Regions from separate parts of the Ovis aries genome. Here region 2 is linked to region 1. Evidence: chromatin contacts called from public Hi-C data. All regions are on one chromosome and are shown on one strand. Each heading gives the region's core, a stretch centred on a gene start, on an enhancer-like site or on the middle of the called end of the contact. The rest is flanking DNA. Distances are from core to core; before and after follow the strand shown. Region 1 overlaps LOC132657831 (a long non-coding RNA gene). Region 2 holds the start of CD44 (CD44 molecule (Indian blood group)).

Region 1 (6,786 bases), core at 2,017-4,516:
ACTGTCCCTGTTTTTAAAAATGGTCAAGCATGTTGCCTTTTCCTCTGCAAAGATCGTGCTGGACTGGTGTTGGGCTCAGTGAAAGGCACTTGCTTTTGAGGAACCTATAGCTGGGAGTCCAGAACAGGGCAGTCAGAACCTCAGTGGCTTTGTTTGAAAGACCGCTAGAGGCAGCTTATTTGTCTAAACTAGTCTTGAAAGTGGCTCTCTTTGGTCTGGCCTCTTGTGTTCCCTCATCTGATATCATTTGACTATTTCAATGCAGGTGGCAAAGAGATCCCAAGCTGATCGATGTATTTTTTTTTTAATGATTTTGCCAGGATCATCCCAATTTATACCATTGTCATGAAGTGCTTATTTGTCTATGGTGATGTGTACACTAAATAGAAAATCTGGCAGGTGGTAGGTAGAGAGAGCAGGCACTGGCTACCTTTCCTCTTGGCTCTTTGTTCATGCTGTTGACTTTCAGGTAAACCGTCATCTTCACACTTCTTCTCTCACCTAAGCATGTGAAGAGGAGGTTGAGACCTCTGATCTGCCTGTTACCCTGTATCCATGGTAGTTCCAAGCACTTACCTTAGAGCCAGACTGCCTGAGTCCCTATCCCAACTCCACCACTGCTGTGTGACACAGGGCAAACTGCTCAACCTCTCTAACTTGTTCCCATCTGAAAAACCCAAGGTCATAATTATACCTTCCTCACAGGGCGCTGGAGAGGATTAAATGTGAAGTACTTGAGTGTTAGGTACTGTTATTTTTAGGCCCATTTGCCATGCAGATTCTCAGATCTTCCCCCTTGCAATTCCAAACATAGAATTTATAGCCGAAAGAGGTAGGGCTGGTTGTTGCCCTTTTTTAATAAAGGAGAAAACTTAAATCCAAAGAAAAGACAGAACTTTTCCCAAAGTCACATGGCTGTTAGGGATAGAGGGAGGTCAAGCATTTGAGCTCTGCCAACTGAGGCATCTTTTTGTGGTCCATGGTTTGTGGACAGTGAGAGGATCAGATTTCCATATAGCAAGCTGGCTGTTTCTCAGATGAACTAGTCTTTTCTGCTTAGGCTTTCTGAATGGGCATAAAGGGGATGACTTTATAGTTTTAAGAATATAATGCCTGAGTCAGTGTGCAAACTCAGGAGGAGACACAGGATTTCAGAGGATGAAATTACAAATAGCCAGGAGCCAGAATGCCCCTACTTAGAGGGCCCTGGGACTCTGGTGGGAGGTGATGACTTTACGGTGACCAAGGGGGGCTGCACAGGAGGAGGGGGAAGTGGATTTGCAAGCCAGGACTTAGAAAAGAGACCTGTGGTTTATAAACCTATTCAGTTGGGCAGCCAGGCAGTAAAATGGGCATCTTTTATTATATAATCCTCTCTCACACAGTACCAACATAATATTCTCACCATCCCTCCCCCAAGATCCTAACTGTCCTTATCAACCAGACAGAGTAGGGACCCTCTTGACTGCCTCTTCTGCCTCCTCCCCTCATTGGCTCCTTCTTGATCACCCTTAACATCCATTTCATTGTGACTGAACCTCAGTCTAAAGATCAGGATGAAGCAGTGTGAACTGCCATGATAGGAAAGAAAGAAAAGTCACCCTTTGGATAACACTAGTCCACAGGCTTAAGTTGCCATGGTTACAAAGGTTATACTTCTGTGTAGGGGGAGGAGGGGGAGGGGGGCAGCTGTCAACTTTGCTGGTCAAGTGGTCTCCCAGAGCCAGGGACCCAGGGTCACCCCAGGACGAGGAGGAGAGCTCCTCTCCAAGTCTGCAAAGCACACGCTTGCTTTATTTCTTCCTATTTAAAAATGTTTATTTATTTAAAACAGACTTTTGGACTCAGTGGGAGAAGGAGAGGGTGGGATGATTTGAGTGAATAGCACTGAAACATATACATTACCGTATGTAAAATAGATGCCCAGTGCGAGTTTGCTGTGTGATGCAGGACACCCAAAGCCAGAGCTCTGTGACAATGTGGAGAGATCGGGTGGGGAGGGAGGTGGGCACATGTATGCCTATGGCCGGTTCATACTGATGTATGGCAAAAACCATCACAATATTGTAAAGTAGTTATTTTTGTTGCATCAAGATAAATTCTTCCGTCACCTGAAGGGTGAGGATAACTTCCTATTTATCTCTTGGGTTCTCAGGAACTGGCAGTTACCACATGTTGTCAGTTAATTTACTTAATTGAATCTTTATGCCTCCCTGAGCTCTGCAGGTTGGAAAGTAAGTGTAGTGTTTTCTTCTAGGACTGCGCCTGCTGACCTTTGAAATAGCTGAGGGTGGCCCTGGTGTTGACTTCCGGCAAGAGGCATGGACCTCCTTCCCTCAGCGGTCTGGCCACCTCCAGTAGACCTGTCTCCCCTTTTGCTTCTAACTAGGATGTTGCAGTTAATGCTGGTGTGAAAATGATTAGCCTGAGAAAGCCCAGCAGGATGTGAGTAAATTAAAGAGTTGGGTTTTTTCCCCTGGGTTTTTAAGCAAAGGGAACCTACAAAACTAAATTAAAAGTACCAACGTTAATGACTATAGGGGCAAGTCCAGAGCCGAGATAGCATTTTTGCTCTAAGTAATCCACAAAGGGAATTTCCTCCCTTTAGAAAAAAAAAAGCAAGCAAACTATTAGAAACTACTGTTTCACCATTCTCTCTGCCTATTTTTCCACTTTCTTCTGGGGTAAAGTGGAAAGGGGGTGGGGACTCTTGGAAGCTAACCAGGGAGAATACTGTCATTGGGTTAGATGGTTCAGAAAATTTATGATTAGATACTCAAAGCCTTTATTAAAGGGGAAGCAACTCGCTGCAATTGATATGGGTCAAAGGACTTGAATACACGGCCAAAGTGATACAGTAAGGATGAGGGAATATACTACTATGTTACTAAAAAGTCTGGAGACCCCAATTTCTTAGAGGGAGAGGGCCAAGCTTTGGAGTTGCCTGCCTCAAGCATTAGAAATTCTGCTGACTCTTGTCCAGAGCTATAGAACTGGCTGTCTCAGCAGCCCAAAGTCTAGGTCCCTGTTTGTTGAAAGAGGTCAGCCAGCATTCTGACCCTACTCAGGTTCCTGATTACTTTGAATTAGGTGGCCTGGAAAGCCCCAGAGATTTCACATCTGATATCTGGAAGTCAGTTGAAAGAGAAGCTTAGCAACCCGATCCCCAGAGACAGCATAAAAGTCGGCACCTTCTAGCAGCGGGTTCCGGCTCTCTGGAGTTTGTGTGTCTGCATAAGGCCAGCCCCATGGGGAGTCATGCACTTCCATGTGGGGCAGGGCACACGGCATCATCTGACGCTGAGCAGCATAGTTTCTGAGATTTGCCTGCCCGAGAGAGACGCTACTTCCTTTATTGTTGTTGCTTTGAAACAGTTTTCTTTTATTTTGCTCTCGCCATGGAGACTGTAATAAATAAAGAGAAGCGTGATTTCTTAATGGTCTCCATCTTCAGATGTACTTTTCTGCCCGATTACCTCAGAGCATGCAGCTCATGGGAATAAAAGAGGGGGGGAGGAAAGGTGAGCTTTGGCAGGAATAGGCAACACATTCAGGGCTGGAAACCAGTGTACTCTCAGGCCAGGTTCTGACATTTGGTGTGTTTTTGTTTGCAGAAGGATATGATGTATGCATTATGCAATTAGAAGCAATTTCTTTTTGAAAATTGAGTTAAATCCAATTTTTTGTATGTTTTGGCTATCCTAAAGAGGGGTTGGTTTTCAATTACTTCAGTGTGGTGTCTCACAGACTCATTCTAGTGGAATCCAGTTAGATGGTCCGAACACTTTCCTTCCAGAGATTGGCATGTGTTTTGATTTACACTGTGCCTGGATGGACTGTACATACCCTTCATTCCTATGGAGGACGTAAGTTGCAACAGAAAACTTGGGATAGCAAGCATCCTTGCTAAGCTATTGAAGGAAAAAAATATATAGAAGGATTTTTCTGATTAATTTCCAAATCTAATACTGCCTTTCAGATTCTAGGTACCATTTCAAGTAGTTAACCCAGTGCGATTCTCAATTCTGGGTCTACAACAGCCTCACTTGAATGGAACGTTAATCCCATTCATCTTATTCTCCCCACCCCATCACTCCCAGAGAGTCCAGTGTGTCTTGGGTGGGGACCTTGGGATGGATAACAGGTGCCTTTGAGCCTCAGCCACGGTTGAGAAACTGAGTTTAAAAATGTAGTTTTTTTTTTTTTTAAGGGTAATTTGTTTTAATGACAAATAATAAAGAAACCTAAGGATACAAAAAGGAGATGCTTATAGAAACAACCAAATGTAAAGCAATTGCCCTTCAGTTAAAAAAGAAAATAAATGTTAAAAAAGACAACTAAATAATGTCCATGATCATAAGGCACCTTGCTTTTATAATCTGCTGCCTTATCTCATGGGCTAATTTGGCTTTACATCAAAGTAAGTGCTATAAAACTATAAAATTTGATTTTGTTATTGAAATCAAAACCATGGGAAAAAGCCACCTCCAACTATTACAGGAAAAGAGTGCCATTTCACTGGGCTATATCTGGCTTTACATACCAAGGTGATATGTATTAGTCTGCAGGTAAGGAATTGTTAATTATCTGGATAGTGGTTGGCTCGTTCCTGGTAAATATAGTCTCAGTTGGATATGGACGCAAGCTTTATAAGGATTGTTCGGTATGTATACAACAGATAAGCTGATAACAACCACTTAACCATGTGCTGCGTACTCTTCTAATGCTTTATTTATATCACCTTCCAACATCTCTACAAGGAGGTATTGTTATTCCTGTTTTACAAGTGAGAAACTACGTACAGACATTTGTCCACATTCACTCGGCTAGTTGACAGGAGTTTGGAACTCAGATCTGTACGGCCCCCAAACTATGCTGCAAACGCCGCACACAGGTCTCACCCCTGCCCTGTGGAGTTGGCCATACTGCAACAATAAAGACCGTGGAGCTGACAGCTCTGCAGCTGCTTCAGAGGGAGACGTAGAGAGTTATGCACAAAGAGGTGTGCCTAAGATATGTTATAGCAAAAGGCCAAATATTCTTGTAAAAGTGGCAGGGATGACTGAAGAGCTTTTTTAAGCATTATTAAGTATGTGCAGTGGAGCATTACCATCTGTTAAATCTGGGTGGTTTTATTGACCTCTCTATTTTGCTGTATGTTTGAAATATTTCTTTATTAATCATTCTTAGGCAAAAGGAAATGGAAGAAAGCAGATAAGTTCTTCTGCATTGTGAGTTATTCAGGTAGTTTTTGCATAAACTGGAGGGCGATAATTGCTGATATGACCTCAAAAGAGATAAGGGAGCGAAAGGAATGTTGCTAATTAGCTACCAAGAGGAGAGAAATGTGAGAAATAATTAAATCACCTGGTTTGGTGTGCTCCTCCAATGCATCCTCCTTGAGTGTCTCTTCCAACTTAATGACTCAGAGCAATCAGCCAACGCTACACTCAGGAGAAGAGAGATCTTGTTAAGCTTTGAGTTTGATGCCAGTGATGCGTGCATTGTTTTCACAAATTACATTAGTGCTCATGAACTGGAATTGCTGCACTTCAGACACTCAAAATTATGGGCCAACTATCTCTAGTGGTTGCCTGGTTTTGGAGTGAACCTCAAAGGCGAGCCTTGGCTAGGAAAGATTTTTCCATATTCCAGCAGCTTTTGTTCAAAGCATGTTTTATTTATACTTCCTTCCAAGTTCAATGTGACACGGATGGTTGTGCTTTGATTTTTTTTTTTCTTTTTGGGGGTTCATGGAAATCATAAATGAAGTTTAATTGTTTAATCTTGCCCTTCAGAGCAGCTGACACATCTCAGCCAATGTTTGTTGTATGTGCAAAATATATGGAGGGAGGAAGGAGTCAATTAAAGCCAAAAGGAGTAACAGAAAGGAAATACTTGAGAACAGAAACCAATAAAATAGAAAGTAGAAATGAATAAAATAAATCAGTTTTTTAAAAGATTAATAGCATTTTTAATCCCCTAGCAAGATTTATCAAGGGAAAAAAAACCCACACAAATTACCAGTATTAGGGAAAATATTTTATATTTTATATTTATATATATAATTTAAATTATATATATTTATATTTATATTAGGGAAAATATATTATATATTTATATATATAAATATTTATATATATATATACACACACACACACACATAAGGAAGGAGTAGCTGTTTCAATGGCTGTGGGACATTGATGTGGATGTCTTGTTAGTCAGAGCCATTGATTTGATTTTAAGAAAGCTCATCATTGTCATTTATTCTTTAAGTTGTGTCCGACTCTTGTGACCCCATGGACCGTGGCCTGCTAGGCTCCTCAGTCCATGGGATTCTCCAGGCAAGAATACTGGAGCGGTTACCATTTCCTTCTCCATTTAAGAAAGCTACTTATATAAATAAGCTATGACAGAGGGCGTTCATCCAAATTTTAATGAGACAGCCTGACTCTCCTGCTAAATGAATACATCTGCTTTGAGACTTTAATCTGCAGGAGAAGTGGCAACAGAAAGGACAGTTGAAGAAACACTCCTTGTACACATTCAAAATGTTTATTTTTATAAAATCAGCACTGTAATATAATTCCACTTTTATCTAAAACAAAATGTATAAATGCAATTAACACTAGAAGAATCTACAAACCAGAATATTCATAATGACTAATTTTCTCTTGAAGATAATATTTTAGATTATTTTTATTGGATTTTACTTTTCCTGTTTTCTCACTTCTCTGTATCAAGCCTATATAACCAGTTTAGAATGAGAAGTGAAAGTTGCTCAGT
Region 2 (6,786 bases), core at 2,038-4,537, 130 kb after region 1:
TTTACAGAGGCTCAGAGAAGAGCAGGGAAAGTCCTGGTGAGGCCAGTGGTGTGGGCAGAGTAAAGGAGAGGTGTCGGGGGTGGAAAGGGAGTGGGGTTTGCTCTGAGAGGTGATCCAGGAATTCCCAAGGGGTGGCCCTGACTCAGTAAGTCACCAGGGCAGTTTGAAATGAGTCATTTGCGGCATGGGGGCAAACAACCTCAGTCCAGCACTGAATTGTCGGGAAGCAGGCTAGCAAAAGATCTCCCCTGGGAGAAGAATCCTAACTATGATGCCCGAGAATTTGCATGCCCCTCTACAGTTTGTAAAACACTTTCATACACGTTTCTTCCTTTGCTGATTGTTTACTGCACAAGTGCAAAGGGGACCAAGGTTCAAGATGACCCAATATAGTGGTTTTTAATATTTGCGTGAAGTCAAATTCTTTGTCAAAATGAAATCTCATTCAGCAGTCTAGTGTATAACATTGATGCCAGAGGGAGCTCTGTGGCTGGGATGGGGACTCTAGTGGGGGAGGCATGCTGCTGCTGCTGCTAAGTCGCTTCAGTCGTGTCCAACTCTGTGCGACCCCAAAGATGGCAGCCCACCAGGCTCCTCTATCCTGGGGATTCTCCAGGCAAGAATACTGGAGTGGGTTGCCATTTCCTTCTCCCATGGGGGAGGCATAGCCCACACCTAAGCCTTTGCTTTGATCCCTGTGTATGTTTCTGAGGAGTCTCCAAGGAAATACCTAGTTCCATGCATGGAACAGAAAGACAAACATTGTTTCCAGTCTTTCTAGTGACTACAAATATCCATTCCACTTTCCCCCTCTTCTCCAAAACAAAACAAACAAGAAAAAAAGCTGAAAACCCTGGAAGTGACACAAAACAGCCACGGTCATTCCTTGTCCAGTGTTCTCTCCACGAAACTCACCAGGGCTGGTTTCTCACGTGATCAGAGCCTGAAGATCTGCCTGGAAGCCAGTTTGCCCCCAGTTGCTGAAGGAAAGTGTCCTCTTGGTCACAGATGGCTCGGCCAAGTCAGCTACTATTGTAGCGTTTATCAGCATACCTGTTGGTCAAGTGGGGCTCTTTGTTTCAGACGGGCCACCCCTTTGGACGTGGAATGTCAGCCACTGAGCAGCTGGGGAACAGTAAGTCCAGCGATCTTTCAGCTCCAAATACTCTCCCTGAAAATGCAAGAGGAACAGCCCCTAGTCAAGCAGGCTCTTCCCAACTCAAAACTCACACTGAACTACATAGCATTTGTTCTAAATGTTTGTCTCCCTGCAAGTTCATATGTTGAAATCTTAACTTCCAGTGTGAGGCTATTAGGAGGTGGGGCTTTTGAGAGGTAGTTTAGGTCATGTGAGTGGAGCTCCCGTGAATGGGATTAGTGCCTTTATAAGCAGATGCACACAAGAGAGCTTGTCCTCTCTCTCGCCCTCCATCCCCTTCTCTCCCTCTTGTGAGGACAGGACAGGACAGAGAAGATGACTCTCTGCAAACCAGAAGAGTGTTCTCACCAGAACCGGACCATACTGGCACCCTGATCGTGGACTTCTCAGCTTCCAGAACTGTGAGAAATAAATCGGTCATTTAAGCCACCCAGTCTATAGTACTTTGTTATGGCAGCCTGAACTAAAGCAGTAGGGATGGCTGCACAATTTCATGACTGCATGAAAAGCTACCTAATGGCTAAAATGTTAAATTTTCTATTAGGTGTATTTTAGTACAACAACAGCAACAGCAAAGTAAACTTTCATTGACTTCCTGTTTCTTAGGGATCAAGCTCAAACTTCCTAGTATAATTTACAAACTGGCCCCTGCTTACCCCCTAGCCTCATATCTTGCTGTCCTCCTTCAATCTTTTTATCTGATCAAATGTTCCAATTGCTCTCCAAAATAAAAAAGTGGTTACTTTGCTTTAAAAATGCTGGCAAGGCTCTTTCAGGGTCTCTTCACAGTTTCTGGTATCAGATTCAGTAGTCCAAGTTAGCAATAAATGCTGCACTTGCTTTTCAAATATTGTATCACAATGTTACAGATAGATATGGAATTATAGTGCAAAGTATGATTTTTTCAAACTCAAAATGAGGAATATGACAATCTCCTCCCTTTTCTGAGATTTGCTGAGTAGAATAGATTAGGATAGAAAGTGGATTAATATTCATGTAGATAGGAATATAAACGGGACCAAGAAAGAAGGGATCGATGTGTGGGTGGGTGAGAGGAGGGGTAAAATGATGAATGGATATGTAGATGATGGATGGATGGATGGATAGATAATGTGTGAGTACATGTATGAACAGATATGTGGGTATGGATGGATGGAGGGGAGAATAGTATATAGATGGATGTGGCTTTACAAAGAGATGTGAAAAGATTAATAGATGGATGAGAAGTTGTATGGGAGGGTGGTTGGAAGAAGATGTGGTTGATGGATGGGTAGACAGAATGGCTGGACAGGAGGCTGGGTGCATGTCAGTGCATACCGATGGACAGGAGGGTAAATAGATGTGTGAGCCCTGGAGAGACACAAGATAAAATGGGTAGATAGAGGAACCCGTGGGTGTTTGGGAGGATGAGTGAGAGTGTGAGTAAGCCAAGGAGGAATGGATAGACGGAACCAGGTGCCAGCCTGGGACCGGAAGATGATGTACAGGTCAGTAGAGCCAAATACCAGCCCCGTGGCTGGCTACCATTAGCTTTCCCTGAGCAGTCCTGCTAAGAATCAAAAGTCCACCCGAAGCGTGTTAATGAACTCCCTTCTCTTTCAAGGGAAGGTCGACGAGCTCTTCCTCCCTTCCCTGGAAGAATCGCAAGCTCCCGACCATGCGCAGGGGAAAACCACACTTCCACGGTCCCAGCCCCTCTCCCAGAATATCCAGCTGCCTGTGAAACCCACAGAGAAGAGTTCCCCAGCCTGAGTCAAAAGAGAAACTTCGCGGAGGGGAGAGGCCAGAGGCTGAACCCAAAGGGGCGAGGTTTCAGGACTCAGTTATTCCCTCCTGCGTCCAGAGGCTGCGCTCCCAGCCGCCAGGAGAGAAAAGTCGGTGCGTCCTGGGTGCACGGGGACCCCCTCGGCCCTCCGGGGTGCGCGCCCAGACACCCCGCTTTATTATCTCGGGGGAGAACGGGGCGGGGGCGGAGGGGCCAGGGCTAAGGAGAGCTGGTACGTCTTTAAACTTCTGCGGGCTGCTTAGTCACAGCCCCCTCGCTTGGGTGTGTCCTCCCTCGCTCCCTCCCTCTTAGGTCACTCTCAACCCTCGAATAAAAACTGCACCCAACTTCCGAGGCGCCCTCATTGCCAGCCGGACCCCAGCCTCCGACAGGTTCGGGCGCCCTGCTTGCCCCGTGCTTCGCCGGCCCCCGCCCAGCGCCCGGCCCCTCCGGCTCCACTCCGCTCGCTCGGTCGGTCGCTCCGACGCCATGGACACGTTTTGGTGGCGCGCAGCTTGGGGACTCTGCCTCGTGCAGCTGAGCCTGGCGCAGATCGGTGAGTGCCCGCCCGGACGGGAGGGAGTGGCCCGGACCCAGCCGGGCGGGCTCCGTTGGCCCTGGCGGGGTCGGGGTCAAGTGGGCGGCGAGCGGCTGGGATTTGGCGAAGGAGGACCGGGCGAGGATTTGCGCTAAGCTCTTGGAGAGCCTGTCGTTGGGAAGCACCGTTTTGTGGAACGGCAAAAAGAAAGGGCGCAGAAAAGTTTGCTGGGCAGCAGGCTGTTGGCGCGCGGTTTGGGGTGGGGTGGTTGGAGCCGGTGGAGCACAAGGAACTGTACTCCTGGGTGCGCGCAGCCTGTCTGGACTAACACACTCCTGTGCCCAAGGGCACTTCAAGCCAGGCTGCGCAGGGCAGGGACAGGGGCTGGGGTAGGGACAGGGGTGCTAGCGAGGTGGCCATAGAGGTGGGCACTGTTGCCCTCTGTGAGGGTTGGTGGCAACAAGCTTCCCAGAATGGGGTCCCGCGTTCCTGTGGCTCTCCCATTTCACCTAGGTTCCAAAGCTCTTACAGTTGGCTCCAGTCACGAACAATCTTAACGCTTGTGGGAACTTGAACCTTCTCTGTGGCAAGGTTCTGGGTCGCCACGAGGTGCCAGCCTGGGGCAGGGAGTGTGAGTAGGATAGGCAGTGACTCGGCCAGCTGCTCCATCCTGGCAACCTCCTGCAGGCTGCCAATCAGTTAGGGGAAATCCAGACAGTCATGTGGCTCCCAGTGGGTGCCTGGCAGCCTCGGAGCAGGACAGAGAAGCAGGCTCCTGGGTGGCATCAGGGATCCCGGCGCCTGTATCCCATCCCCACAGGGTCCGTTCTTCTCAGGGGCTGTCGAGGGGGTGGCTGCGTGTGAGGTATTCTGGCAAGGCTGAACTCCAAGCATTCCTTTTCTTTGTCTTTATATGTGCAGATAATTACATGGCTGATTTGCTTATCGCTAGCAAAATTAATTTTTCTTTTAAGAAGTGCCAGCTGGGTCATTAAGACAGCTCAACCTATGGTTAATTCTACTCAGCAAGTGTTTATTAAACCCAGCTCTGGGGGTACCAGGAAAGTAAGAGACACAGTCCTACCGGGGTACTTTAGACTGAGAGGATAAGTGAGGGTCTAGGATTTAGATTCCTGAATCAGAAAAGTAATAATTAATAATAATAATTAACAGTAATCATAATGGCAGCACCAGCCACCATTTATTATACATTTGGGCTGGGCCAGGCACTGTGCTAAATTCTTTACACGCGTTATCTCGTTTTACCCTCAACAATGGCCCACTGAGAAGTGTCCTGTCGTTAGCCCCGTTTTGCAGGAGGGCAGCAAACCGAAGCTCAGAGAGCTTAAGTGACTTGTCTGTGTTCACACAGTCAGAAGACTGCTGGTTCTGTGAACCAAGCTTCTTTGCCTGTTGCTTGGTTAGCACTGGTTAAGCTGCATGTATGATATGGACAAACAGCAGCGTGATATGGACAAACTCAGAAAGGATTTTATGAAGGAGGTGGTGGACCAGAGGCTTTAGAGGAGGCTTTCAAAGGGGAACTGGAGCTCCAGGGATCTCTTGAAAGGCAGAGAGACTTGGGATGGGAGAGAGCAGGGAAAGATTTCAGGGAGAGCTGTGAGCCTGGCCTCAGGGAAGAGGAACCAGGCTGGTGTCTCTCTCTGTCTCTCTCTGTCTCTCTCTGTCTCTCTCTCTCTCTCTCTCTCTCTCTCTCTCTCTCTCTCGCCTATAAGGAAGTCCATTTGTATGTTACCTCCCTGGGGCATCTTCTGCTTTGCTTCTGAGGATTTCGACTCCTGACTCCTTCCATCCTGTAGCGCAAATTCTTCTAAAGGGCCCCATCCCCTGATATTTGGCACTGTCCTGACCCTTGAAGTTCCTCCCTTCCCCCCAGATGGGCAGGCTTACTCCTGCTCTGGGTTTCCGTGGTCCCTTTGGGGAGCGTCATTTGGAGGAAGCGCAAAAAAATGCCAGTAGCGATAGCTGCCTGGGCCCAGGCTTTCATGCACTTGTTAAGCTCTTTGGAAGGAACTGAGACTTGGGAAGGAGATGTGAGTTAACAGTGGGCTCGGGCTGGGCTGGCAGAGAGAGGAAGGACAAAGAGGAGGCGGGAAGACTCTTCTGGTGCCCCACCAGCGAAGGTGGTGGGCTCCAGAGGACAATGTGGACATTTCAGCAAGTGGCAAGGCTTTGGGGAGGAAGAAAGGGTCTGATCTTCATACTGAAAAGCAAGAAGTAGAGACATAGCCAAATACAATTAAGCAGCGTTGGACCCAAACTCTAAGTTGGAGAACAGATCTGTTGAACTACATTTCACACGTGGAAGGACGAAAGTAACCCTGGATAAAGAGCAGTGAAGTGAGCCCTCTATACCTGCCTGCCTCCTGTCCTCTGTGGGTGAGAGGTCCTTGCTAGAGAATTGTGCCCCTGGTGTTTAGAAAGAGGGGTGCAGCTAAGAGCTCTGGGGCTTTGGGGGTGGCTGGCACCCTTCTGATCCCTCTGAGCCTTAGAGACCCCTCTTTCTGGGAGTTAGACTTTTGGCTGTGTTTTCCCAGGAGAAGCAGCAACGAAGCCAACCTCCATTCCCGCTGAGGTTGGTTAGCATCAGTTAATTCAGTTGTTCCCCAGATACACAATGGCCATCTTCCTTCCTACAAAGGCACAGTGCCAAGTAGGTGTGTTTGAGTTTTGCAGCCAGTAGAAAAAGTTTCCGTTCTTTTTCCAGTTTGGCCCACGCAATTTGGAGAGGCTGCAGGGCAGTGTGAAATTCTTAGTTTATGACAGATCCCTTTCCACTCATTCAAGAAATATTTCTTGACTCACTATTGTAGATTCAGAGATGGGGACTCCAAGAATCATTTAGAAAAACCCTTTCTTTTTCCCAAGGAGGAAACAGGTCCCCAAAGAGAGAAAGGTGACTTCCCCTGTCTCTCAGGCCGAGTGTTAGCACAGGACGCTTTCCAAACCTCAGGGCTCTGAAATACCTTAATCCTCCAGGACTGAGCCCACTGCTTACAGTGGGTGGGGAATGTGTGGTCTACAGAGGTAGCAACGTTTGTTTCACACCTTTAGTTGCTGTCTTAAACACTCGATACAATTTTATATTTTCCTCCACAGTATACCCAGTTTGAGTTTAACCTAAGAATAAAGATGATAACTTTCTTCTTATCAAGCAAAGTGGCTGCTTGGGGTAGAGCCTCTGTACTGTCCAGAGCCTCCTGGGGTGTTGCTGAATCCCTCTCAGTTAGCAGCATTCCAGCTTTAAAAGCCTGACACTCGGTTCCTCTATGAAGTAGGGTCCTAAATCTGCAGGCAATACCA

The links. Hi-C and Micro-C count contacts between places; a contact is called where the count stands out from the background.
Region 2: a Hi-C map of tail adipose tissue shows a contact between it and region 1, with 1.7 times the contacts expected there. The contact joins the promoter of CD44 here to the enhancer-like site in region 1. A contact is called at or near these places in 2 of 16 Hi-C or Micro-C datasets (blood and tail adipose tissue).

What each region holds. Positions count from the first base shown.
Region 1 is chr15:64,326,460-64,333,245 of ARS-UI_Ramb_v3.0, forward strand. LOC132657831 (a long non-coding RNA gene) reads left to right here. Exons shown (of 2, transcript XR_009596541.1): 1 at 1-2,445. Among named protein-coding and RNA genes, the nearest start is that of TRNAC-ACA, 48 kb to the right of the region's middle. Within about 2 kb of position 3,267, at least 19 of the 54 cell types and tissues checked have an H3K27ac peak or open chromatin away from gene starts, as enhancers often do. A contact at or near this core is called in tail adipose tissue, where this site is marked.
Region 2 is chr15:64,454,496-64,461,281 of ARS-UI_Ramb_v3.0, forward strand. It overlaps CD44 (CD44 molecule (Indian blood group)), which reads left to right and starts at 3,288. Exons shown (of 11, transcript XM_060399518.1): 1 at 3,288-3,480. The coding sequence starts at 3,414.